Regions from separate parts of the Sus scrofa genome. Here region 1 is linked to region 2. The links are chromatin contacts, called in public Hi-C maps. All regions are on one chromosome and are shown on one strand. The core of a region is the stretch at or near the end of the contact, and the rest is flanking DNA. Distances in the headings are between cores, read along the strand shown. Region 1 holds the start of LOC110260072 (bcl-2-binding component 3-like). Region 2 holds the start of RADIL (ras-associating and dilute domain-containing protein).

The links. A called contact is a pair of places that touch in the nucleus more often than the background predicts.
Region 1: a contact with region 2 is called in a Hi-C map of liver, with 3 times the contacts expected there. The contact joins the promoter of LOC110260072 here to the promoter of RADIL in region 2. A contact is called at or near these places in 3 of 47 Hi-C or Micro-C datasets (heart right ventricle, liver and skeletal muscle).

Annotation. Positions count from the first base shown.
Region 1 is chr3:3,996,477-4,003,519 of Sscrofa11.1, reverse strand. LOC110260072 (bcl-2-binding component 3-like) reads left to right here and starts at 4,112. Exons shown (of 7, transcript XM_021087964.1): 1 at 4,112-4,190; 2 at 4,565-4,674; 3 at 5,891-5,993. The coding sequence starts at 4,112.
Region 2 is chr3:3,713,144-3,720,046 of Sscrofa11.1, reverse strand. RADIL (ras-associating and dilute domain-containing protein) reads left to right here and starts at 3,908. Exons shown (of 16, transcript XM_021086022.1): 1 at 3,908-4,019.

The DNA.
Region 1 (7,043 bases), core at 2,863-5,362, 280 kb before region 2:
GAAGGAGAGGGAAGCTTTCAAAGCTGTAGCCATGGGAAATGTTTTTATTTTCTGCTTGAAAGAAAATGCCAAAGCAGGATCTTAAAAGAAAAAAGTGGGGGGGAAGGGGTGCAGAGTGAGCGAGGCGTGTGAGAATGGGGGTGGGGAGACATCCTGGGAGCCTGGGGGGGGGGTGTGGGTGGGCAGGAGGGAGGCCTGGGAAGAAGGGTGAGGCCCTGTTGTCCCTCCCTGAAGATGACACCTTGGGCCACAGAGCACCAGTGGGGAGCACGGAGGATGGAGGGCTGGGCAGAAACCTGTCTGGCTTGCTTACTGTCACCCAGCCTGGGTGACCTAGGGCCCCCAGGGACCCTTTGGACCCAGTGTGTCCGCAGCAGGGCACAGACGTGTGGCACACAATGCGTATGCAAGAAGCAGAAAGAACACCCGGAGACTGGGGTGTGTGTGTTGTCGGAAACCAGGAGCCTCAGAGGGTGATGGAGCGTAGGCTCGTCCAGGTGTGTGTGAGCCGAGCGCCGTCCGTCTGTCTGTCCGTCTGGAACTCTGACCGCACGCTCCGCCCTCCCAGCTGGAAAGGCGGGCCAGGCTCCCTAGGACATCGTGACCTCACCCTGCCCCTACCAGGCCCAGGCCACATGGACTCCCATTAACCCCTGACCCCTGTTGCTGCCCCTCCAGACTAGGGCAGGAGAGGGCCCCTGGAGAAGGGGGACAGGGGCCGGAAAGGGGGTGGCACAGGCTGGATTACCTTCTCTGAGCTAGTCTTGGTCAGGGATCCCAGGGGTGCTGGCGGGGCTGCATGAGCCCACTGTTGCTTTTTTCTGCATCTCTGCTTTCTCCTCGGTTAAATGGGCGTGACAGTACCTAGGGCTGCCCGAGCCTGCCCAAACCAAGGGGGGGGGGTGGCGGCGGGGGGTTTGCATCAACAGGAATTTGCAGACTGAAAGAGAGGGAGCTGGCTGTGGGAGGGGGTGGGGCAGGCTGGATGTGCAGGGGCCCGTGGGTCGTCGGGGCAGTGGGAAGGGGCGGAGGTGCCTCTGGGGGCCAGGCTGGCAGTGGAATTTGCTCCAGAACTCTCAGCATGCATGGGCTTGTCAGGCAGGGGTTCAGAGGCCCAAACAAAGCTGGGAACCAGCAGCAGCAGCAGCAGCAGCAGCAGAAGGGGACCTCTGGGCGACCCCCCTGCCTCCCGGGGCGCTGACTCCCCCCACCGAGGTACAGGGCCCCTCCCCCTGCAGGCACACCCCTCCTCCAACACACGTGCTGCCAAGCCCTCCATTAGTCACCCTGGCACTGACATACATAAATCCCATTAGTCACAGCCGCACAAACTCGCTTGCAAACACACCCAGGCGCACCCAGACAAAGACGGCCCTCAAAGAAGCCTTGCTTGTCCCCCGTGTCTCTTCCCCAGTGCCTAGAATAGTGTGGGGACACTCGGGGCTCAGCGAACACGCGCTCCGCTTCCCCCAAAGCAACCCTCTCCCCCAGCAACACCCCCTACAACTGGGCACTGCCAGCCCCCCCCAGGAACCACCGCCACCCCATCCCCTCTGGGTACACAGGTACCGAGATAAACGCCCACGACTGCCCTTGGCCAATCCCTCTTCCGCTGCTCTCGGGAGGGGGGCACTGCTGGCATTGTGGCCCCCTCCCCAGGCCTGTCCTCTGCCGGGTCTAGCAGGAAATCCATTCCCTAAGGTCAGCGAAGCTCCTGGGCAGGCGGCCCCCGTGCTGATTTATTGGCAGTTTATTTGGAGAAACTCTATCGCTCTTGGATTCCGGGCGGGGGAGTGGGGGGGATAAGCTCACGGTGGACTTTAACCTTGGGCTGAAACCGCAGCGCTTTGTTTTCGGAGGCGCTTCCTGGGGCGCCGCGGGGCCGGGCTCGGGGGGAGGCACGGCCGGAATGCGGCTGGGCAGCCTCTCCACTCCCAGGCTGCGTTCCCGCCGCCAAGGGGAGTGCTCAGATTCTCCGCCTGGGTCCCTCTAATTGTGCTTCTAGAAATCCGAGGAAGGAGCCACAGCTCGGCAGAGAGTTTCCGAGCGAGGTTTCCAAACCCTCCGCCTCCGACATCTGCCACGTGCCCGTCCGCAGTCGTGTCACTGGCACGGTGAGGTTCTCGGGAGGCACCCAGGAGGGGTGAATGCCTACCCCTTCCGAGGTTGTCCCCACCCCAAGTCTCGAGCAGGGGCGGTTGCCCGGAGGGGACGGTCCCCATCGCGTGCACCACTCACTCGGCTGATTCAGGGCAGGCGCCAGTGTGAAGGCCTGTTCCCCTACCCCCTGGCAGAGAGACAAACAGTGCTGGGGACATTAAATGTTATTATTGCAAACGCGCCATCTCTGCTCCCCCCCCAACACCTCCGGTCTCGGATAGAAAGAATATCGCCCCAACCAAGCTGCTGCCAGTGCCAGACTGGATGGTTTGCCTATTTGCGCCAAAGTGGGTAGCTGACGAGGCACCGAACCAGGACCAGACAGCGAAAAGCCCAGCATATCCCTGGGCGGAGGAGAAGATGGGCTGGTACCCGATGGGGAACCGGATAAGCCCCTGCCTCCAGGCCAGGTGCCTGCAGACACCCAGCGTGGTCCAGCAGAAAAAGGTCCCCCTCTGCGCCTGGTGCACCACCGAGGGCTCCGAGGGCAGAACGTCACCCCGGAATTACAGCTGGGTCTGCAGAGAGGGGTGGCAGGTGGAGTTCCGAGTTGCCGTTCTGACGCTGACCCTGGCGCTGCCTCTCGATGGCGCAGGCAGAGCCGGAGTTGGGCTCCAGCGGGTGGCCACCACCCATTTCAGCCTCACCTAGCCTTCCTGAGCGCGAGTGCCCGGCCCGGGTGCCCCTACCCCAGGCAGCGATCCGATGAGGCCCAGGCCGCCTCAGTCTGGTGGCCGCGGGTATGGAAGATGGTGGCACTGAGTGGGCAAGGCTTTTCCCTCTGTCTGGTGAACAGGGAAGCTTCTGGCTCGACTCCCTGTGCAGTCGTGGGGCTCCCAGGCCCTGACCAGGAGAGCAGGGCACCTGGCGCCGTCCTGGACCTGGGGTCAACCAGGAGTACCCGCGTGTGAGCAGCACTAAAGAGGGCTCCCCCTCGCCGAGATTTATGGCGGCAGCCAGCCCCCTGAGCACGGAGTGTCTCTCTCTGTCCCTTCAGAGCCAAACAGTGGAGTGGAAGACCCGACCCGGCCGGGGGGAAGAGGCCGGGGCCGGAGGCGGGGCCGAGAGCTGCCGCGATCTGCCAGGGGCGGCGGGGCGCTTGGGTCTGGGCAGAGCCTCGCGCCCTGTCCCTGCGGCTTTCTGGCGCCGCGTCCTTCGTCTTCCTGGCGAGTGGGGACCAATCTCAGCTGGACTGGCCGGACCTCGGCTCAGCGCCCAGTCGTGGCTGGGCCAGTCCGATCAAGCGGGATGGTGAGCCTGGCTTTCCCAGGCGGAGCCTCTCCGGGTTTTAGAGGCACCCGGACCAGGAGCTCCCTGGTTGCCGGACCTGGAACCTGGAAACTTGCGCGTGCAAGACCGGGGCGCTCGGCTTCCCGAGCTGGCACCCGGGGCTCCCTCCGCCGAGGGGCTGGCGGCGTGTGGGGACTCCCGTCTCCACGGGCAAAGGAGGTTTGGGTGGAGGTGGTTCGGGTGTCCTAGGCTAGGAAACGATGCTGGTTTCTTTTCTGAGGAGGGGGCGGGGGGGGGGGAGAACGGGTCCGATCGGCCAGCGCCACCAGGGTTCCCTGAGTCGGGCAGGATTGACCGAGGCGCGGGGGACTGCCGCCGCGCCAGAAAGGCGCAGCCCGGGAAAGCGGAGTCCAAGGTTGGCCTGTCCTTTGGTTGGAAAACAAAAGGGAAGAATTTGGTCAGTCAGGCCGCGTCCACGGAGCTGGAGGCCTAGGAACGAACATACAAAAAGCCTGGACCCTGGCGGCCCAGGATGGCCCAGGACCGCAGCGCTGGCTTGGGAGGCTTCTCCGGAACTGAGGTTTGGGTTGCAAGGAGGTTCCCCGCCCTTCAGCCGATTTTCCGCCCGCCAGTACAAAACACACACAGATACACACTGCGTCAACAGTCTTTTTGGCCAAGGATCCTGCCGAGTAAACACAAGGACGGGGGGAGGGGGAAGATGGCGGCGGGGCCGGGAAGACTGCGGGCCGCCGGCGGGGAGCGGCCCCGCGCCCGGCGCCCCGGCCCGCGGCTCCCGAGTGCGCGGCCACCAGGGCGGGGAGGGTGTTTCCCCAGACACCGAAGCCCGGCTAGGAGTGCCCATACGAGCGGTGGCGTCGTGGAAGGAGCCTGGGCTGCGCCCATCCCTCGGCCTGGGATCCGTCCCCCGCCCCAAGATGGCTCCCGGCCGCTGTTTACCCGGGGACCGCGGGCACCGGGACGCGCGCCGCCCGGGAGGGGGGCAACGAGCTGGGCGCCGGCAGGGCGGCTCCGCGGCGTGGCCGGCTCGCGCCCGTACACCCGCGGCAGCTCGGAGCACCGGGCGGGGCGGGGGGGCAGTGTCCGTCCTGCGAGCCCCGCTCGGCAGGCAGCCGGGAACCTGGAGCCACCACCGCCATCTCCGCGTTCCCAGGCCCGGCGCCCCGGCCGGGCTCTGGCAGGAGGGCCGCGCAGCGGCTCGCGCGGATGCAGGTGTGCGCGGGGAGGGCGGCACCAGGGGGCCGCGGCCCACAAAGGCCCGGGGTACGGGCTGGGGAGGGGGCTTCGCCTGCCCCAACCTCTGCCCTAATGAAATGCAGGCTCGGTTTGCCACGCAGACTAGGCGCACCCTTGGAAATGCAAACGCCATTTCATTGGCAAATGCAGGGCAAACAGGCAGAATTTTTATTAGCAACTAAATGATTTATGGCACACAAACCCCGCCGCCACAATTACGGCGTCTTCGTGCATCCAGGGGTGACAACATTAAACATTTATAAAAATAGGCTTTTGTTTTTTTCCACCCGACAAGCCCTTTGTATTCCCCACCCCAACTCTCTCAACACACCTATTTTTTTCCTTGAGCTATATTAAACAAAAACATTCCAGATCCCGGGGCGGGGAAAACAGAGTGGGAGATCAGGGTCTGGGGGCTGAATATTGAGCGATGGGGGTTCGGGCGTGGGAGGGTTTACTAGGAACCTACAAAGACCTCTGGCTAAGACTCAAGGACGCTCGGCGCTCACCCGCGCTGCGCCCCCGCGCTCGGCCCCTTCCCCTGCCTAGGCTTTCAGCAGCCTCGAGCAGCTCAACTGCATTTACTTTATTTTTGCAGTCACTCCCCCCTCCCCCAAGGCACACAGACACAATACCTCCTTTCTCTAACCCCCCTCTCCTCTCGGTCTTTGCTCCCGGCCGTCCCGGGGCTGCACCGGGAGCTTCCCGCCGCCCCGGCAGCCACTGAGACCGGCGCGCCCCGCTCCGCCGCGCGTTCCCCTCGGCTCCGGCTATTTTCGTTCCTTTCTTGCCTTCACACTCCTCCCTCCCCCCCCCGCGGAGCTCCAGCTTCCAAAAGAGGGCAGCCTAGAAACCAGCGCGGGAGGCTCCAGAAAGGGCAACTTGAAACTGCCCTCAAGAGGCTGAACTTTTTTCCTCAAATTTATACTGGAATTAAATTAGACACCCCCAGTTCGCTCTCCAAGCCTACCCCCCCTTCTTTTTCTAAAAGTGGAGGAAAGAAAATAGAAAAAATTGGCGCTTAACTAGCTCATTTTTCCCTCCCTCCCAGAAAAGTTGCCTTAAAAATGGATTGGAGGAAAAAAGAAAAAAAATAGAACAAGCGATGCCAAAACGCTGAGTCCGCAGCGCGGGGCGAAAGAGCGGGCTTCTCTTGTTTTAATTAAAATCTAATCACCGCGGTTGCTCTCCGAGGCAGGATCGGCAAGGATTTCTGCCCCTCCAGGCTTCCCTCTGAGGGTAGGTAATGCCTAGCCGGGCACCGGTCCCTGTGGGGCTGCGGAGAGAGGGTGCGGGCCCCCAGGACTGCCCCTCCGACCGCGTCCGCACTCTGCGCCCGCGGCCAAGTAGGTTGCCGCGGGCAGCTCCCGGCGACTCAGCCCAGAAAGGATTTTGCTGAAAGTGCAAAATAAAAGTACAAAGTCTGGGGGATTGGGACTCCCCTCCCCCTCCGGCCGCCGCGGCCAGCCAAGCACTTTTTGGGCTTGGCTGCTGCTTCCTCTGAGCTCAACAGATTTTTTTTTTTTTTTTCCCGGTCTCGCCCTCCCTGGAGGGGGCGCGGCGGATGGAAGGCGAGAGAGCCCCCAGCCAAGAGGTTTTTAATATTACACTTTAATAGGTTTCAGAAGGCCCCGTGGAGAAATGCTAATAGGCTGAAATGTCAGAATCGAGAGGGAGTCAGTTCGCGCTCAGCCGATCTAATCCTTTTTTCTGCTCTGATTTTTTTTTTTTTTGCGGGGGGTGGAGAGAAAGGGAGGGGAGCGCCCACGCAAAGAGAGCCTTTGGGGAGGGGCGCGGTGAAAGCTCCGCAGCCGGGCCGAGAAAGGGGCGCGCCCTGGCCCGCGTTTCTATAGGAACCCCTTTTAGAAGATTAGAGACTCACCCGCTGCCCGCCGCCGTGGCCTTTCCAAAATATTAATCAGTAACCATCTGACACCGCGTTTCAGGGAGGAACCCGCAGACCCGGGCTCGGAAAACGGCCTTCTCGCCTGCCCATCCCACCCAACCGCGTTGCAGGGGAAGAGGGAATGAATCGCAGCTTTGTTTTAAAGTGGGGGGGGGAGAGGGAAAAAGCAGCCCTTGTCTGTTTTGGCGTCTCCACCGCGCGTTCTAGAAGGCGCGCCCCAAGGGAGGTGGGGAGCCGGGGGCCTGGGCGCGGGGTGCAGCAGCCCGCCAGGCCCCAGGCCCTTCCCGGCCCGCTCGGCCCGTCACCTCCTCCTGCGAGCAGGAAGCTGACAGGCGGCCCATTAAACCGCGCCTTGCAAAGCCCTGGATTGCGGCGACAACCATCTTCCTCTATTTTGATCACTCAGCCCAGACGCTGGGGAGGGGGGGAGGAAAAGGGAGGAGGAGGAAGGGGGGGGCCCAGAGCTGGTGGAGGGGGAGGAGGGCTGCCT
Region 2 (6,903 bases), core at 2,659-5,158:
TATTGGAACTTCCCAGGTGAAGGGTCCAATTGGAGCTGTAGCTGCCAGCCTCCACCCCAGCCACAGCAACGCGGGATCGGAACCGCGTCTGTGACCTACACCACAGCTCACGGCAACGCCAGATCCTTAACCCACGGATCGAGGCCAGGGCTCGAACCCGAAACCTCATGGATGCTAGTCGGCTTCACTAACCGCTGAGCCACGATGGGACCTCCCGTGTTAATGACTTTGTCTTTCCCAGTTAAATAGCGCACCTGAGCTGCAGATACGCAGCATCAAATGCCTATGGGATACCTACGTCGGAGAACACTGAATATGCTCTTCAGACTGAGCAATAGCAAATGTCACATCTCTGTGGTCCTGGCATCCTGTATATTACTCTGTAGCTCTGGTACCCCTTATAGTAGCTGATGGTTCTGTTACTCCATACATTACTCTGTGGTACCCCAGATGTTACTCTAGTCCTGTATGTTACTCTATAGTCCTGGCACCCGGTACTGAGCTAGGCTGGAACCTGGGACCCTTTGCTGTGGTGCCTGTACCTCTTTAAGCCTAAGAATACAAAGAAACCATAAAGGACTAAATATAACTTGAGGCATGTGCAGTTGAGGGCAATTATGTGCCATAAGATACAAAAAGGCCCCAAGCCAACTGCCACTTCTGAGGGGCTGGGTGCAAACGCAAGGTCCTGGACATGCTCACTGCACACCACCATAAGGGGTGGGCAGACCCCCTAAGCCACCCCTCTGGCCCGACCCACTGATCCAGCCCCATCCTTACCCTATTTAGGGAACCAGCTCACCGCTGGGCTCAGGGAGCAAGCAGGGGCACCTGTTGCTTGTTTTCCTTCTCTCCTGCTTGCAGCAGGAGCCCCAGTAAAGCTTTGCCCGAATTCCTCAACTCTGAAGTCCTGGCACCCTCTGTATTATCAGGGCCAGGAGGTGCTAATTGTCCGCTGATAGTTGCTCATCATTCAAGGTGGGAAGAGATATAACAATGCAGAATTTGGGGCTGAGACTACAGGGGAGGGACCAGACCAGAAGCACTGCTATTATGGGTTGTGCTGAGCTCGTCAGGAATGGAATCTGAGCACTAAACCATTTCTTTGCACCTGGCACCACCCCCTTTCTAGGGATGGGGCTGTAACCCTCTCTGAAGGAAAGACTGGGATCTGACGTCCTCCCTGTGCCTGCTGCCACCTTTCCTTCCCTCTAGACCCGCCATCCGGTGGGAACTTCCCTTTGACCTTAACCAGATGCTTTTTCTTTGGGATGGTGGGTCACCCACGGCCCCCCTCCACACTGAGTCTCAGGACTCTGCCGCCCTCTGGTGGCCACAGCGGGGCATATCAACATTTGTTTTTGTCCCATAGTTTTACAGATTTAACCTCACAGATGAAAAAGTTGTTTTGCGACCACCGGCTAGGTGCAGGAATAAAAGATAAATAAGATGTAGTACGTGCCCTTGAGAAGCTTCCAGCTGAGGCAGGGAGTGAGAGGTTGAGACGGGTGGAAATCCATTCATGCTTTTGTGTATTCGTATAACAAATATTTATGGAGCCCCTATTCTGTGCCAAGTAAGCAGTAAAGAAGACAGATGAGGTACCTGCCTTTACAGAACTCAAATCCTAGTGTGTGTTAAATACACAAATACATAGTGATAAAGGCCACACCGGGCACTCCAAATTATGAATTAAATAAGACAGGTTATGAGACGGAGAAGGACCCCTGGGTCAGGAGAATGGTCAGGAGATGATAGCGGGGTTGGGTTTTAATGAGAGGAAGGTGGCAGCCTTCTGAGATGCTGGGGGCCAGAGCTTCAGCTGGCATCCCTTCAAAGCCATGTGCTGACGCTCTCGCCCCCAGCATCTCAGAATGGGACGGTATTTGGAGATGGCGCCTGTAAGGAAGAGATTAAATGAAAATGAGGTCATTACCGTGGACCCTAATCCGGTCTGACTGGTGTCCTTATAAGAGAAGATGAGGACAAACACACACACACAGCAAAGGGTGTGTGAGGACACAGGGAGACGCCGGCCGTCTACACACCAAGATGAGAAGCCTCAGAGGAAATCAGCTCTCCTGGCTCCTTGATCTCGGACTTTCAGCCTCCGGAACTGTGAGAAAATAAATTTCCATTGTTTAGGCCCCCAGTCGGTGTTACCCTGTTAGGGCAGCCTGAGCAGACGCATGCAGTTGGGAAAAGGGGACGGAAGGCAGAGAGAGGGGCCTGAGCAAAGACGGAGAAGGGTGAAACCCGGGAGGAATGGTGTAGCTGGCATCACAACATCTAGAAGAGCAGGGGCCTGCACGTGGTTCTGTAACTGGCCAGAGAGTAAATAGTTTAGGCTTTGGGGCTGTAAAGTCTGTTGCATGAAAGCAGTTTTAGACAATATGTAACCAAATGGGTGGGGTTGTGTTCCAAGAAAACTTTATTTACGAAAACAACAGCTCCACTTTGGCCCCCAGGTGGTAGTTGGCCAACCCCTGCTGAAGGATTTGGGACAGGATCGTGGGAGGAAAACAGGTTGAAATCCAGGCTCTCCTTCCAGCTCCATCTTTGCCTCTTGGGGGGGGGGATGAGGAGTGGGGGGGTGTGGAGAGTCTTGAAAAGGATACCATTTAATCACAGAGTCCCAGGCTCAATTCTTGGCCCTACCTCTAGCAGTTTGACCTCTCTCAGGCTCTGTTTTCCCCTCTGAAAAATGGGTGTAATGACATCTGCCTCACAGGAGCTGATGTGAGCTTTATTTTATTTATTTATTTTTGCTTTTTAGGGCCACACCTGCCGCATATGGAGGTCCCCAGGCTACAGCTGCCAGCCTACGCCACAAGGGGAACTCCCTGACGTGAGCTTTAGATGAGAGGGTCTGATATATTTTATGTGGTCTACAAATGTCTGTTCCCTCCTCCCCACTTTCTCCACTGCACATTCGGGGTCAGCGCCATAAAACTTGGTACCCCAATAGCTGTCAACAAGCAGGTGCATTCCCGAGGTCCGAATTCATATCCGAGGCCACGTGAATCCCCCAGGTCTAGCGCATGAGCAGCGCGGTACAAAGGGAGCTGTGAACAGCCCTTCTCCAAGATGAAACCCCAGCCGGAGGACTGGGGCCAAAGCGAGCTCGAAGGACACGTGCTTCTTTTCAAACAAGTTACCCGAGAAGGGCGGTTGGGCCAGAGCCCTGGAGCTGGCCTGGCCCCGTTTTGCATCCTTTTAAGCACAAGAGTGCCACGATCTGATTTGTCATTTAAGACGCTGGTGGGTGGGGGACAGAATGTAGGGAAACGGAACCTGCCACCCTTGTCCTCTTTCCATGTTTCGAACGTTCATATATCGGAGTCACAGCTCTGTACCGCCCCCTAACGATGAGCGCTTGCCTTACCCAGCTTCCTCTTTTTCCTGGCCTTCAAAGCCAAGGGAATAGGAGGTGGGATAGAAACTGCTTGCCCGAGGCCAGCACTTGGCCCAGGAGCTTGGGGAGCCCCGCCCCTCCTGCACAGGCCCCTCCCTTCCTTGCCTTGGAGGGCAAGTCCACACCCATTAATTGCTTGGCAGGTGGTGCCGTGCTCAGCCCCATCCCCTGGCTCCGCCCCTCCCCTAGGCCACGCCCCTTCCAGGCTCCCTTTCGGTCCATTGGATGGCGGCCGGATCACCCTGGGCCCAGACTGTCTCTTCTCGTCCCGCCTTGTTGCTCAGATGCTCCATTCCCTCGAGGGCTCATCCGAGGTGTCATCTCATTGGGCCTGCAGCACGTCCCTCGGAGGCCCCGCCCTCCAAAGGCCCCGCCCTACCTGTTGGGGGGCGCAGGAGGAGCCCGCGCGCCTCTCGCCGCGGGCCACGCCCTCCCACTGGCCCCGCCCACAGGGGCCCGCCCCAAGAGGGCCCGCCCCGGCCGTTGATCTGCCGGCAGGAGGCGCGCCACGCGCGAGTCCCGAGCCCTGGCTCCGGCTAACGGCGGGTGTGGGAGCCGTGCCGGAACGCGGCGGCGGCGGCGGCGGCGGCGGGCTGTGCTGGAGGTGAGTGCGGGGTGCGCGAGGAGCGGCGGCGGCGGGGGTCGCTCCGTGGCGGCCGGGGTCCCGGGGCGCGGAGGCTGGCCGGGCCGGGAGGCCGCGGGGCGCGCGCTGGGGCAGCTAGCCCCGCACGGGGCATCTTTCTTGCCACCCAGCCCAGGCTTGTTCGGTTGTCATGGAAACAGGCGGCTCTCGGGGCCCGGGCGAGGCCTCGGGGGGCGGAACCCGCAGACCGGCTACATGGGGGTTCCAGGGGGTCAGCTCCGGCCACTACCCGCTTTGGCCCCCGGAGCCTGGGCCCCCCAACGGCGGGGTTCCCCCAGGCCTCAGTTTCTCTGGCGGCCCCCACGGAGGGGGGTCTGCAAGGCGGGCACAGGGCGCAGGAGTCCGTACCCTCTTTCCGGGGTCCGCGTGACATCCCCCCCGCCCACGGCCTGTCTTGGTTTCCCTATTCACACGGCAGCGCTGTTCCCCACTCGCGTGCCAGCTGAAAGCATTGTCTCCCAGCTATTTCTGTACCATTTCCAGCCCCTTGACAAACAGTGCATCCTGGGGGGCCCACGCAGAAAACTCCCTTATTTCCCATTAGAGAGTGGGTACGTGGGACCCAGGCTGCTCTCACACCCAGCCCTGGCAACTCCCAGCACCTGGTCAAGTGTTTGGTTAATCTGAATTGCTGAAAAGAATTTCCCAAGTCCTCCGCCCGCTGGTGATTACAGGTGCCTCTGGTTAGTTACAGGTGTCTCCCATTGGCACAGGCCGCCTGGTCCGCATTCCAGAGAGGAGCCAGTCCTTAATCCCACTGGCAGAAAAAGCCCCCTGTCAAGAGGCTAGCATGGCAGAATTAAGTCTGATTAAATAATATCTGTGTTTAAAAGCACGGCTCTGGCTGGCGCTGTCGAGTGCGCGTTTTGGCCGGTGGGGGTAAGGCCCAGCCTGCGTGACTCTACTCTCGTCCCCTCCTGCCCTGGTGGAAATTCTAATGGATCCCACGTTGCAGTGTTGGAACGGCCGTGTCCCTCCACCCATTAGCTCAGCCCCACACTGACCTCACTCTCTGCCCTGGCTGCTGTGACTCGAGCTTGTTTTCATCAGAAATTGGACTCTTCCTTGCAAACAAGAGGAAAACATTCTCCAGGGGAAGCAGCAGCTTGCAGCCCACCGCCTCCAGCCCGTGTTTCCCCGGTATTTGTGCGAAAGAGGAGAGAACTGAGCAGAAGAGGAAAAGGCAGGTCATGTGTCCAGAAAAACAGATCTGGTTTCGCAGAGCCGGCCCCGCTCAGCAGGCTCCTCTCGCCCTCTGCAAGGACGCATCTGTCCCATTTGGACAAACAGGCTGTACTCTGCTTTCTGTGACGGTGGCGGAAGGGCCTGCCCGAGCCGCTGGCCACTGTCCGTGGTTGCTCTCTGAAAATGGCCACAGAATGACCAGGAGGGGAAGAGAGCTTCCTGATAAAATCGATCCGACAGATCAGGGTCCGTGTTTCCTGGGCCTTGTTGGGGCTTAAGGAGCAGTTACTGGAAGGGAATGAGTCGGTCTCTCCTACAGGCTCTGGCCCCTTTTCCCGACATTGCCCTGGGATCCAGCACAGGAGGCTGCAGGAGAGGAGGGAGGCGACTCCCTTCCACGGCCGCGGGAGGGGACCAAGCAGCGGTGAATGGTCATTCTCTGTTTCTCTCTTCATTAAAGCAGAATCGTCTAAGCTTTCAGACCTTACGGGACCTGTAAGAATCCACCCCTAGGCGCGGAATGGCACGTCACGTCTCCCTTACACCTGCGGGCCTTTTAAACCCCCGTGTGTACTTGGTGACTTTCCTGTGAAGGGGGCTACTGCAGAGACCCAGTTTCTGCCATTTTCAGCTTGTGTGTGAATTCACGTTGGAGCATCGTCTCCAAAGGTGGAGGTTTCTGAGCCAGATGCTGCCTGGCTGCCACAGCCAGATGCTGGGGCGGGGGGGGCTGTGCTGGACGTGAGCCAAGTGTCTGTGGAGGGGTCACATCCACTGGGAATGTGTGGTGGCCAGAGGCACATGCTGGAAGCTTTGGAGGCGAGTCGTGTAACTTTCAGAAGGCTCGGGGGGTTTGAAGCTGCTGATGTGTGCGACCCAAAGCCTTGTCGTGTGAAGGCTGTCCCAGGTGGTGGTGTCGAAAGTTCATTCCGGGCCCTCGACAGGCCCGAGGGCAGCCAGATCCAGCCCTGGGCTCCTCAGCCTCTGACAGGGCGACTCGCGCGCTCAGGGGAGAAACAGCCTTCCGAGGAGGGTCTCCCCACAGCCAGACTCGCCACAGCCGGGGAGCCCCTCGTGTGGTCCTTGTGCTCAGGACACGTGGCTGCTGGAAGCAAGCTGACTCTTCAGAAAGTACAAGGCCCCGCGCAGTGGTGAACGGGGAGCCAGGCCGCGGGCACAGGAAGTGGCCCCCCGCCCCACCACCCTCCGGGCAGAAGGCAGTGCCCTGAGCCCAGTCTTTGGTGGTGAAGCTGTCGGGCACATTCTGAAGGTTCAGGGTCCTCCCGGGAGGCCCGCTGGCTGATACTGGCGGGGGTGGGAGGCTTCAGGGGGGCCACCAAGGCCCGGGTGGCCAGCGGGAAGGAGCCCAGCTCAGTGCCAGTGTCAGAGGCTGGGACACTGCCCTGTGGGTCCTGGTCTCTGGGGGGCTCCCTGGTCACCTCTCCTGCCCTGGGTGGTCCCCGTCATTGTCCCCGGCCCCTCTCAGGGCCCCTGACCATGAGTGGGTCAGAGTGGAAGATAGAACCGCAACTGAAATTAGTGCTGACGGTTGTCACATGGCAGGTGCCCAGTGCTGGTTCCACCAGGACCTGGGCCACTGTCTCCAGAACCTTCTAGAAAGTGGACCTTGCTTCCTTGGTCTCTCTGCCTGGAGGTGGGG